Regions from separate parts of the Mus musculus genome. Here region 1 is linked to region 2. A link is a contact called in public HiChIP or PLAC-seq data. All regions are on one chromosome and are shown on one strand. Each heading gives the region's core, a stretch centred on a gene start, on an enhancer-like site or on the middle of the called end of the contact. The rest is flanking DNA. Distances are from core to core; before and after follow the strand shown.

Region 1 (5,661 bases), core at 2,485-4,984, 300 kb after region 2:
CAGGTCCTTTGACACAGTTCAACAAAAGCAGTTCCTCTTTTATCTGCTTTTTATCTGGTTTATGCATTTACCTGCTTTTCAAATGCATACTAAGAATCTAAAATAAGGGTTCCACTCACTACTTATTTAAGGGTTTGAAAGTTGGGCTGGAGCGATGGCTCAGCCATAAAAGGCACTTGCTGCTCTTGCAGGGGGTCTAGGTTTGATCCAGCACCCACACAGCAGCTCACGACTGTGTAACTCTCTTCTAGCCTCCACAAGCACTAGGCATGCATATGGTGAACACACACTCATGCAAACAAAACCCATATACATAAAATAAAAATAAACTCTAATAAGAGTTTGAAAGCCATTATGATATGAGTATATTGCGCATATATATTAAAGAGAGCTTGTTTGAAGTGACCACACATCTTGTATGTGGTCACAGAATTTTCTTTTCAGAGAATTTTTATTAGTATTCCCGAATGTAATTTTATAACTATATATAAATATATTATAAATATCTATATATTGAGAGCATATATAATATTTATATTGAGAAACACTTCAGCAAACAACTTGTCTAGGTCTCCCAAATAGCTGACTGGTATATGATAAGGAAACAATTCATTTTTTTTTTTTTTATGATGGTGGAGGTGAGTAAATTTGGGGAAATCTGGATTAAACAAAGCTATCAAACATCTTTACCAAGGATCTTTTCAAAGATTTTAATATATAAAAATCAAAAGGGGCTTTAGAACATGCTCTATTTTCTTGGCAAAACTTAGGAATTGTTACCCTACACTAATGGGAAAAAATAAAATAAATAATTTTTCTTCAATTCTTGATGAAATAGAAATACTGGTCTTTAAAAAGCTGAACTACAAGGGAAAAATGGAACAGTACAAAGATATTGTTTATAGCAATGATTCTATCTTAAACAAGAAGTAATTAGGGTACTAAAAAAAAAAAGAAAAAAAAAGCTTGAAAGAAAAAAAAAAGCTTGTAAGTTTTAGTTAAAATTGATTCACACTACAGAAGAGCTTTAGCGTTGCCCAAGCTGTGAACCACTACACAGAACGTGTGGTGCTGCGCATGCCATCCACCCATCGCTTGCATGGTTTACCAATGGAGTAGCTGCTACAAACTTAAAAAATGATTCCTTGAATAAAGCCACACTTCTGCTTATTATTCCACTGCAAAAGAAAAGTAGTTAAGAAAGAATAATCAAGTTATTTTTATTCCCGAAGACTCGAGGACATTCATGAGAGATGGCTTGGCGCTCTAAAAGCAATGCTCATAACAAAGTAGACGACGATAAGCCCGTCTTTGTGGGTGGACAGAGCAGCCAGAGCGGAAGGATCCTCGTCCGTCCACACTGTGGCTTAACTAGCTTCATCCCTACAGATGAATGTGCCCACTCCACACACTTCTCAGCCATTACTAACAAATCAGCCTTAAATATGAAAAAATGAAATGCAGCACATTAATATCACTCACAAATCTCTTGGAACCCTAAGCCTACTTAGAAGGGCCAAAAAGAAAAAAACAAATTCATTCACAGTGTAACTCTAATATTGAGACAAAAAGTATTAATTTTTCAAATAAAATTGTCCTGCATTATTGTCCTGCAATACTTAAACATTTTTTAGCTAAGCAACTAGTAAGTAATTCGTATTTAACCAAGTGTCAAAGTCCCACATATGACTGAAGCTCAAAGCCTATAGTGCATAGGAAGTTGTTTTAGTTACTTCTTTACTTTCTAGTGTCATGAAGAGAAGCCATAACCAGAGAGGAAAACAGCAAAGATTACTGCGGCCTCAAAGCCCACTCTAAGTGAAAAATTATTAACATTTTAATTTAATTTTATTTAATTTTACACATAGGGTCTTGCAACAGAGTGCAGACTAGCCCCAACGTGCAGTCCCCCTGCCTCAGCCTCCACAAAGCTGGGATTACAGGTATATGCCATCACACACCACATCAACTCTAGAAAAATTGTTTTAAATAAAATAAAACTACAAGAAAACTTGTAGAAAAGAATTTTTTCAGTTTCAAAATTAAAATTTAAAACTGAATACTAGGCTAACAGAATTATAAATTGGCTTATGTCCATCATCATCAATTAGATTACAAACCACCTAGCCTTGGCAATTAATTTTCTATATTACTAAGTATGTAAAAAAAATTAATTCAATAAAAAAGAAATACCTAGTACATAAAAATTACTGAATTTATAATATCTGAAAAGAAAAATCTTTAAGAATGTAATTTTTCATTCTATTCCTTAAGAGATAAAGTAATATTCAATCCTGTACCATTCTTTATGTGATTCTATCCAAATAACATAATATTTGTAGTAGTCATAAACTGTATATTTTTACTACACACAAATACAGTATCATCTGTGAAAACTATAATAATTAGAGAGACAATATCAATTAAAATTATTGATAAAATTATCAAGGAAAAATATGAAGCTTTACAAATCATATGGAAGGTTAGAAATGTCTTCTGGTTTTATCTATCATACTAAGGCCTTAAATTACTTGGGCTTATAGCTTACATAAACAGAGCATGACCAAAAATATTATTGCACATGCACACATATGCATACACTTAAGGCTCCTATAGACAACCTTAGAATAGAATAGAAATCAACAAGCCTTAAGTGGTTTTTAAAGTCTTCACTTTTAAGTGTGAATTTACAGCCAAGAGTCTCAAGCTATTCCAAAAATCTTTTAACATGAACAAGGACTGTTAAGGACACAGAAATAATTCTAGGCACCAGTGACAAAACAAACAAAGTAACTAAGAAAAAAAGAATGGCTTCAGAAATTTTAAAAAACAAATCCTTAACTCTAATAAGGATCCTTAAAAAATGGTTCTTGGAAATAAAGTTAAATCAAAAATTCTCTGGAAAGTGTGGAGAAAATGTCTTGGTAATAGAATTAAAGTGTTAGACATGATAGGTGATTTCTAAACCTTGCTGCAAATTACAATCGCCTGATATCTCAAACAGTGACAGCTAATTAAGCCAGAACTCTTGAGTGAGGCCCAGACATCAGCAGTTCTTAAGATAGTCCTGAGGATTCTACAGCCTGCAGCCAAGCTGCAGAGTGACACGTCAGAGTCTAATGACAAGTGACTTTCAGTTGGAATGCATAAACACAGCTCGATTACCATTGAGTGTGAGAGAGACATTCTCAGATCCACAAGGGCTCAAAGTTTTACTTCCCCGTCTCAGAAAAAGACGGTATCTACCAAAATGAGAAAGTAAACAGGGAAAAATAACAGTAAAAGATTCAGTCATGGGCTGGAGAGATGGCTCAGTGGTTAAGAGCACTGACTGCTCTTCTGAAGGTCCTGAGTTCAAATCCCAGCAACCACATGGTGGCTCACAATCACCCATAATGAGATCTGACGCCCTTTTCCAGTATGTCTGAAGACAGCTACAGTGTACTTACAATAAATCTGAAAGAAAGAAAGAAAGAAAGAAAGAAAGAAAGAAAGAAAGAAAGAAAGAAAGAAAGAAAGGAAGAAAGGAAGAAAGGAAGAAAGGAAGAAAGAAAGAAAGAAGATTCAGGCATACAGGAAACTAGAGACACGGGATGGAATGAAAACAGGAATGCAAATTAAGTTGTAAAGTTTTGTGCAAGTGTGTGCTTGGCAATCTTAATTATATACACTGTGGAGATTTTACAGTCCTGTGAAAAACCTGGAGCTGAGTCAGACCAGTAGGCAAACAAAAGGCTGTCATTAATAAACAGCAGAACAAGCAAGACGCCGTGCACAGAGCAACTACAGAGCACAGCCTGTAGCTCAGCTCCAACAATACACAGTATCTCAAAACCAAGAAATCCTGACAACCAAACTGTAGAATGTCACCAAGGAGACAACCACAAATGACTTCTCTCCTTCCAAATCAGGGAACAAACACACTCCGAAGCCACTGAGCCTTCTAAAAGGATGCCCGTCCACTCAGAGAGATGTGTGTGGAATTTAAAAGCCTACACAGTTTACCCATACATTTTTACGTAGGGCTTTTATATTAAGCAAACGTCCTTTTTCACTTTCCTACACAAAAGAGTCAGAAATCACGGGCATGAAGCATGCTTCCTACGGATCAAGGATGTATAAATGAAAGGTTATTTTAAAAGATTACCAAAGTGTGGGTACATTAACCAAAAAGTTACCTTAGATTATTTATTTTAATACATATTTGATAAAACACGGAGTACTATGAAACAGAATTCCAATAAAAATGTTCACCTTATCATTCTTATTTTAATATAGTAAATTCATTAACGGAGAAATTAGTGTTTCAACAATCTGAAATATCCCAACTGCCATTTTTCAACTTTAAATCCAAAATTTTCAATTGTAGTGATTAAAATGTTAGAAACATAATAAAAACCATGAAAAAATTAACTTTAGAATCAGAAAAGTCTGGTTTTTTCTTTTAATACTGCTCACTCCATATGACTCACCAAATGTTTTGATATTTTCCTCCAAATTATCTTATTAATTTTAGACACTAATAGTTGCCTGCTCTTTAAGCTTTTGTAACAGCATCTGCTACACTGCACTTTCATTTTTGGTTATTTGTCTTCACCCCTTTACACGATGTAAGCTCAGCAAGGCCCGGTACAGAATGTCTGCTGTTCACTGGTATAGCTCCTTACCATCATGTCTCATGGTGCCTGACACAAGGGCCCAAACTGTTTATACAGATGAACAACACATAGCTGGACTTCAGTATATTTTACACACCTTCCCCTGTTTTGGTTTGGTTTGGTTTGGTTTTTTGCTTATAACAACAATGCTTAACTACAAGGCAAACTACTACTTCCCACAAGAGAAAGTGAATGAACAAGTACCTCTCAATGAGCGTCCCATTCTGAATCATCCAAACATCACAGTATGTTCGAGATACCAGCATAACCGCAATAAGTAACAAGTAGCCTGTCTAAAACAAACCAGGCAGAGTAAACCAAATGCATTGCAGAATGTTAAAAGAAACAGTAACTTGGTGAAGCTCTTGGTCAAATCTCAGAGTTCTATTCTAACTATTCATTTACATCCTATGTATATTTTATCTATAATAAATTTTAACAGAGCTTAAAGGGAACTAAAAATTATAACAGATATGTTAAAGGCCCCATAGAGCATTTAACTAATGATCTCATTTAGAATTCAAAGGCAGGTCAAGTAATTCACAGTCAATGGCAAAAACTAGATAAGTAACTTAAGATTTTCTGGCTTGGTATGCTGTGATTTTCTTATTTATTTTTAATATGCTACTTTAATAAAGAACACTGGTAATGATTTCTACATTAACTAAACAACAAGCAATGGAGCTTTACATTTTATACAACCTGAGAAAATGAGGTTCAACGTGTTAAATAAAAAGTCTCTAATACTGTCCAGATTTTCTCAGTGCTTTCAACTTGAGTTTTTAAGGCAAAAGTTATACAAGAAAATAAACAAATTTAGCTAAGCAGAGCTCTGTGGAAGAGACAGGAAGGGAACGTCTAGAATAGCAAATGTAGGTGTGTCCTACAAACACATTAGACAAACCAAGGGAGACAGGAGAGGGCAAAGGCTAAGGGGAAAAGATCAAGGCCACATGAAGCATGCAGGTGCTGGTCCAACAGGCCCACATGATCAATAACTATC
Region 2 (6,284 bases), core at 368-2,867:
ATGTCTCATCTACTATCCAGAGTTAAAACAAAACAAAACACCCAAAACAGCTAACAATTCTCAACTAGCCTACTCTGTCTTTTTTTTGGAGTGGGGGGGTTGAGACAGGGTTTCTCTGTGTATCTCTGACTGTCTGGAACTCACTCTGTAGACCAGGCTGGCCTCGAACTCAGAAATCCACCTGCCTCTGCCTCCCAAGTACTGGGAATAAAGGTGTGCGCCACCACTGCCCGACCTATCCTACTCAGTCTTATAGACATTTTTTATCCCAGTGTTAATTCAACTGGATGAAACTTGAGGTGGACAGATTTTACCTTGGCAGCAACTGTGTATGAGACTATTTAACACAGGAGAGATCACGGGCGAGGCTGTGAGAGATGCTGATGCTATAGACACAGTGCAGAGCTAGAAGGATGCTAAAACACCTATGAGAGGTCATATTTTATCTCAGTGACATCACTGCGTGGGTATTTGGCTGCTTTGAACAATGGGGAATCTGGGAAGTGATGAACAGCCCTTTAAATCTGGGTCAGCAAGATCTCTGTCTCCCACAGATTTCCTTTTGGGTTTATGGAGGCTGTTTTCCCAAAGGACTTAAGATACCTTGCCCAGTAGGGGACAGCAATCTCTCAGTTGTTCATTGATTTATGATTACCAATGACTAATTCACATGTTAAAGAAATGAATATAGGCTTTATTAAATATATGTATTAGTGGTCAATATATTAGTACATATACACATCATAAATATATATTAGTAAAATATATATTTAGATGTGTGCTACATCTGTACAAAATACTTACCTGACATGAGTATATTTAAGATAAAAATAAAATGTGATTCTGTACTACAAGAAGCCCTTCACTGGGACTGGAGAGATGGCTCAGTGGTTAAGAACACTGCTCTTGCAGAGGACCCAGGTTTGACTCCCAGAATGCACATGGTGGCTCAGAACCATCTGTAACTTTAGTTCCAGAGGATCTGATGTTATTCTGGCACATATGCTCAAGCAGGTTCACACATATACACATAAATAAAATAAATAAACCTTAGGAAGGACAGACAGAAGGAAGGAAGAAAGGAAGGAAGGAAGGAAGGAAGGAAGGAAGGAAGGAAGGAAGGACCTCTCTTTTAGGTTTGCAAAGGCTCTAGTAGCTTACTTAGATTTGCACTGGGTCAGGTAAAACTGTCTCTTTAAGTCTTCAAAATGCAGCCAGGCCAGGCCTGAATAGGAACCACAGGAAAATATTTCATAGTCAGCTGCTCAACACAGTAAGATAAGGGAGCCAGCGTGCAGTTCAACTCATTATTCCTAATTGATATGCTAGGCTGAAATCTTGATTGTGGACTTTAAAATATCGGCAATTTAGATTTCTGTTCTTAAAAACAAGCACAATTAATTGTAAACAAGGTGAGCCAGCATAAAACTTCCCCATTTATTAAGGTCCTGTAACTATACCCAGAGGGCTGGAATCAGGTAGGTTGGTGAATTTCAGAGCAGGTCACAAACCCCCAAGGTGGGAACAGAGGCGGAGAAGGATTAGCATTGTGTGAGTCCAGGAAAGTTGGGGAAAGTCCAAGCCTCCCTTGTGTGGCAGCTTAGAGACGCCATGAGAACAGCTGTTTTCCTGGTGTTCTGGTTTCCACTGGCTTTCATAACTAAATGCGCATGGAAATAGAACCCGAGGAGGAGAAAACGCCGAGCACAAAAGCCCTACAGTTTTCTGTCCTTTGAGCTGAAATGTAGGTCAGCGTGTTCATTTCTCACTCTCAAGTGTGTGTGAGTGTGGACACACGCGCACAAGTGTCTGTGAAGGTGAGAACACACTCGAACACACACACACACACACACACACACACACACACACACACACTTCTCTCCTGGCTCACACCAATCACTTCCCATGGCATCCTCTGGAAACACAGCAGGCAGGGAGTATGTTGGCATCAAAACAGAGCCACTATTATTCCTACTTCGTAATGTATCTTACTTACAAACAAGCACAAGAAGGAGGCACAAACATTAGCTGAAATTGCTCTATAAGGATTCAAGCATTTGCTCTGCGTTTTGATTAGAACTGCAGCTAACAGGCAACTCCTCCTTCCTCAGCCAGGACAAAAGCAGAGCTTGGGAAGTAGGTCTGAGTTCCTGAGTGGGGACCTTAAATTTCCAATCCTTAGCTCGTTGGCTTGAGGGGGCTGTCTTACCGGCTCTTTCAGAGTGCTATAAATACACATGAAAATGACTCTTGGGATCCTTGTCACAGTGAGTAAAAATGACCCTTTCACCGCAGTTCCTTGATGGTAGCAGAAAAGTACGAAGAGAGACGAAAGGATTGGACGGGCAGGAGGGTCATTTTGATTCCTGGGAACAGAGGAAAAGAACATTCAAAACTCACTGTGTAAAATGTAACCAGAAGGTCCTCTCTGGTTCAGATCCTCATTGGCGTTAGCAACCTGTAAAGTGGTGGCCCAGGAAGTACTTTATCTTCTTTGGTAGCCAAGGTTACCTTACATCTTGGACTAACTCACTTTTTGGGGAGGCCCCCCAAAATGTGTAAAACAAAAATACAAAACAGAAAAAAATATCAGTGAGCTAATTTATATATATGTGTATGTGTGTGTGTGTCTGGGTGTGTGTGTGTGTATGTGTGTGTGTGTGTGTGTCTGTCTGGGTGTGTGTGTATGTGTCTGGGTGTGTGTGTGTCTGTGTGTGTGTGTGTGTGTGTCTGGGTGTGTGTGTTTCTTTAATAGTTCTTGATCCTTCCATCTGCCCTTCTGGTTGTCTGTTGACATTATTTTTCTTTGCAATAGATTAAGTCTGTCTTGTGTTCACCGTTTAAACAACCGAGGGATATGTGTAATTACTGCCAGTATTAACTTGGCGATGATAGCCATCCTCTAAGTCACATGATCAGGACCCAGGCCAGCAGAGGTAACCAAGAGCTATGGTTTTTGAAGGGAAGAAACAACAAAGTTGGGCCATTTAGCTCTACACAGCTTTGAGTTCCCTTAAACCAGCTGATTTCTTCTCCGTTCCTTAAAGGTCATTTAAGTGTGAATCATTTACTGGTCTTGTAATGACAGAGCTCTGAAGAATGAGTGCAAGTCAGCTTCTCAGAGCAAGAAAGGGGAAGAAAGACCAGAATGGGAGCAGCCCTCCCTCTCCCTCAAACCTGAAATCGAAAAGAAAGGAGAGATGACATCATCCTTCTGCTGACCTTCCTCTCGCGACCCTGAGTTCCCAGGGACATCATTCTAGAAAAGGAGGCCGGGTTCCCAGAAGCAACTTCAGGGCTCCAAGTGAAGCTTGCTTTCTTTAGAAAAGATTCCTCTACCACTGCCTGGGTCTGCTAAGTTGCTAGGAATGAGGGTTTTGACAGTGGCCTGGGAGTCTGAGGGAGGAGGAGGCCCACAGGCAGCAAGGTTTCCAGAGTTGGTATCCGCTGCAGTTTGCTCTTAAGTCCTCCAGGAAGAGAAAGGGGACATGGCAGCAATACTGGGGTAGAACCCGGCTGCCTACTCAACTGCTGTGTGTTTCAAGGTGGCTCACTTGGTAGAGTACCTGCCTAGCATGCACAGAGCCTGGGATTCAATCTCCAGCTATGTATGACGCCCCCCCCCCCCCCCAGTGGTGGTGTTATCTACAATTCCAGCACTCAGGAGGAGGTAGAGGTAGTGGCAGGAGGATCAAAAGTTTAATATTGGGGGCTGGAGAGATGGCTCAGCGGGTAAGAGCACTGACTGCTCTTCCAAAGATCCTGAGTTCAAATCCCAGCAACCACATGGTGGCTCACAACCATCCTTAATAAAATCTGACACCCTCTTCTGGTGCTGTCTTAAGACAGCTACAGTGTTCTTAGATATAATAATAAATAAATCTCTTTCTTTAAAGGTTTAATATCATTCTCTTCTATACAGTGAATTTGAAGGCAGCCTAGACTACAGTAGATCCTGGCGGTGGGGGGTGGCGGTAGCAGTGGGGGTCGGGGTGGAAATCTATTTTGTCATTTTGATTTGATGCTGGAAGAGTAGGCCAGGAAATTCTGACACATTTTCCCGTCTCCTCTTTCTTTTTCCTTTGGTTTACTTTTCCATTGAGATTTATAAGCTTTAGATGCTTACGAGAGCAAGATGCTGAAGAGGACACCTGCTTCCCATCTGCCTAGGAAAGAAATGATTCACAGGCTGCTGTAAACGGGGCTGCTCCTCCAGGTACTGAAGTCTGGGTTCAGGTATCAGATTTCTGAGCGGGTTTCACGGCAGTGGGATAAATCATTTGGGACAGGGGAACTGGGGTCCCTGACTTCCCTCCCAAGTCACAAGGCTAAGCTCTGCAGGGCTTGTCTGCAGGAGGACACAGAGGTTTAGAAGCTGGGTTATCACATGATGAGAGAGGGAACTTTAAAAAAAAAAGGTCCTTTGAACCCAAGCCAAGAGTCACTCAATACCTGTTTTCAATCTAGAGACAGTCCTGCAAAGGAGAGACTAAGTTGAGTGTCTTTGAAGTCACCACCCTTTTCTATAGTCACCAGGGATACTACCTGCTATTTCTCTTCACTGCATAACTTACTAGAGCTAAAAGCTCTGTCTCCCTCACAGCCAGAAAAGTCTGCCTTTAGGAAGACGATTTGATTATTTTCCCCTGAAGCTGAAAAAAAAAAAAAAAACAAACAAAAAACTAATCTCTGAACCTGGGCATAGTTTGAGAACTGACATTAAGGCACTGGGTACGCTGGGTACCTAGTGATTGCTTTGATAGGAGTCTGCAGAAGATTGAGGGTACCTTTAAGTCAAAGTGCATACATAGTGTTTTACAACCACCCCAGCCACTTCAGAACTCTGAGAGCAATAGTTTTAGATCAAGCCTAGTACTCTTGAGAGATTCTCCAACATGATGCAAAGCCAATTCTGTGCCCTAGTCCCTGAACAAAGTCTGGGCTACACAGTGCAGCTGGCCTCCAACAAAGATGATAGCCCGGAGAAAACAGTGTGGCCACAGCAAAGAGCACACCACAGCAAAGACCATGTCTGTTCCATGTATTTCTCTAGCAAAACCTGCAAGACAGAATGAGGAGGCTGGGAGGTGGCTCTTAAGGTCATCTCTCCAATGCTACAAGAAATACAAACTGTCATAATTATAGGCGTGGACATCTGTGCATCTCCCTCTTCCTCCTCCCTCTTCCCTCCTCTCTCTTCTCCCCTCCCCTCCCCTCCCCCCCCCCCTTGTTCCTCTGAACATGTGGAGTTCAGAGGTCAACCTGGAATAGCAGGGTGGGATGTTGTTTCTTAGGTGCCATCCAAACTTTGCTTTTTGACTCGAGGTCTATCACTGTCCAAGGATCTGCCTATTGGTACCTTCCTAATGCTGGGGTTACAAATCTACACCACAGGGCTAGAGAGACAGCTCATGGGGAAAGCCAGGTGACCCGAGTTTCATCCCCCCCCACACCCTGTCCTGTAACATTTCATAATAGATGTCCCATACAGAAGATTCAGGTCTCATTCCCTACCCTCTTCCCCGACATAACCCTCACCTTCTCACTACTACTCAATGACACTAATTTTGTTAGTTAATGTTTCACGCTCGCATCATTAGTACATAAATAGAATGGGCAGTGAGGAAGGGTCGTTCCCAGCTGATGCAAGTAGCAGTGTTCAGTTGTGTTGCCTTTTCTGTACAACTTGGAGGTTTTCCTGGAGTTCACACCTGTAACACATTTTTTTATATTTGATTTCTTTCCCTTGGGCTTCATTCTACACCGAGCTGAGTGTAAATTTCAATGTATTTAAGCATAAGCACATCTGTTCCTTCCTCTCTCTCTCTCTCTCTCTCTCTCTCTCTCTCTCTCTGTGTGTGTGTGTGTGTGTGTGTGTGTGTGTGTCTGTCACCCCGTGTCTGTCTCTGTTTCTCTCTCTATTTCTCTCTCACACGCATACACACACTCTGTGTGTTGTCTGTCTCTGTCTCTCTCTATCTCTGTCTCTCCCTTCCTCTGCTTTAGCCTTGACTTTTTGTTACAGTGATCGCAACGCTGCCACCTTCCCCGGAACTCCCGCCTCTTCTCTACCCATTGCTCACGTTCTTAAGTTCCTTCCCCTGCCCAGCTCACTCAGGACTATCAGTGGAAACATCCTTCCAAGAAAGGATGTTCTAGGGAAATCTCTGGGGATTTTGTGTGAGCGTGACTGTTGACCCTTGATCGATGGTGGGTGGGCACCAGTACAGAACTGGAGGTCAGGGTCCTGGGAGTATGGACAGTCTTTCTTTCACTGCTGTTGT

The links. HiChIP or PLAC-seq counts read pairs in DNA pulled down with a chosen protein or histone mark.
Region 1: a contact with region 2 is called in an H3K4me3 HiChIP or PLAC-seq map of embryonic basal ganglia, with 3 times the contacts expected there. The contact joins two enhancer-like sites. A contact is called at or near these places in 1 of 39 promoter capture datasets (the HPC-7 cell line) and 2 of 115 datasets of contacts at active chromatin or transcription factors (embryonic basal ganglia and embryonic stem cells).

What each region holds. Positions count from the first base shown.
Region 1 is chr3:121,786,872-121,792,532 of GRCm38.p6, forward strand. Abcd3 (ATP-binding cassette, sub-family D (ALD), member 3) reads right to left here. Exons shown (of 23, transcript NM_008991.3): 4 at 4,863-4,951. Among named protein-coding and RNA genes, the nearest start is that of Abcd3, 26 kb to the right of the region's middle. Within about 2 kb of position 3,735, at least 42 of the 459 cell types and tissues checked have an H3K27ac peak or open chromatin away from gene starts, as enhancers often do. A contact at or near this core is called in embryonic basal ganglia, where this site is marked.
Region 2 is chr3:121,487,989-121,494,272 of GRCm38.p6, forward strand. Slc44a3 (solute carrier family 44, member 3) reads right to left here. Exons shown (of 15, transcript NM_145394.3): 11 at 2,210-2,366. Among named protein-coding and RNA genes, the nearest start is that of Gm38684, 40 kb to the right of the region's middle. Within about 2 kb of position 1,618, at least 62 of the 459 cell types and tissues checked have an H3K27ac peak or open chromatin away from gene starts, as enhancers often do. A contact at or near this core is called in embryonic basal ganglia, where this site is marked.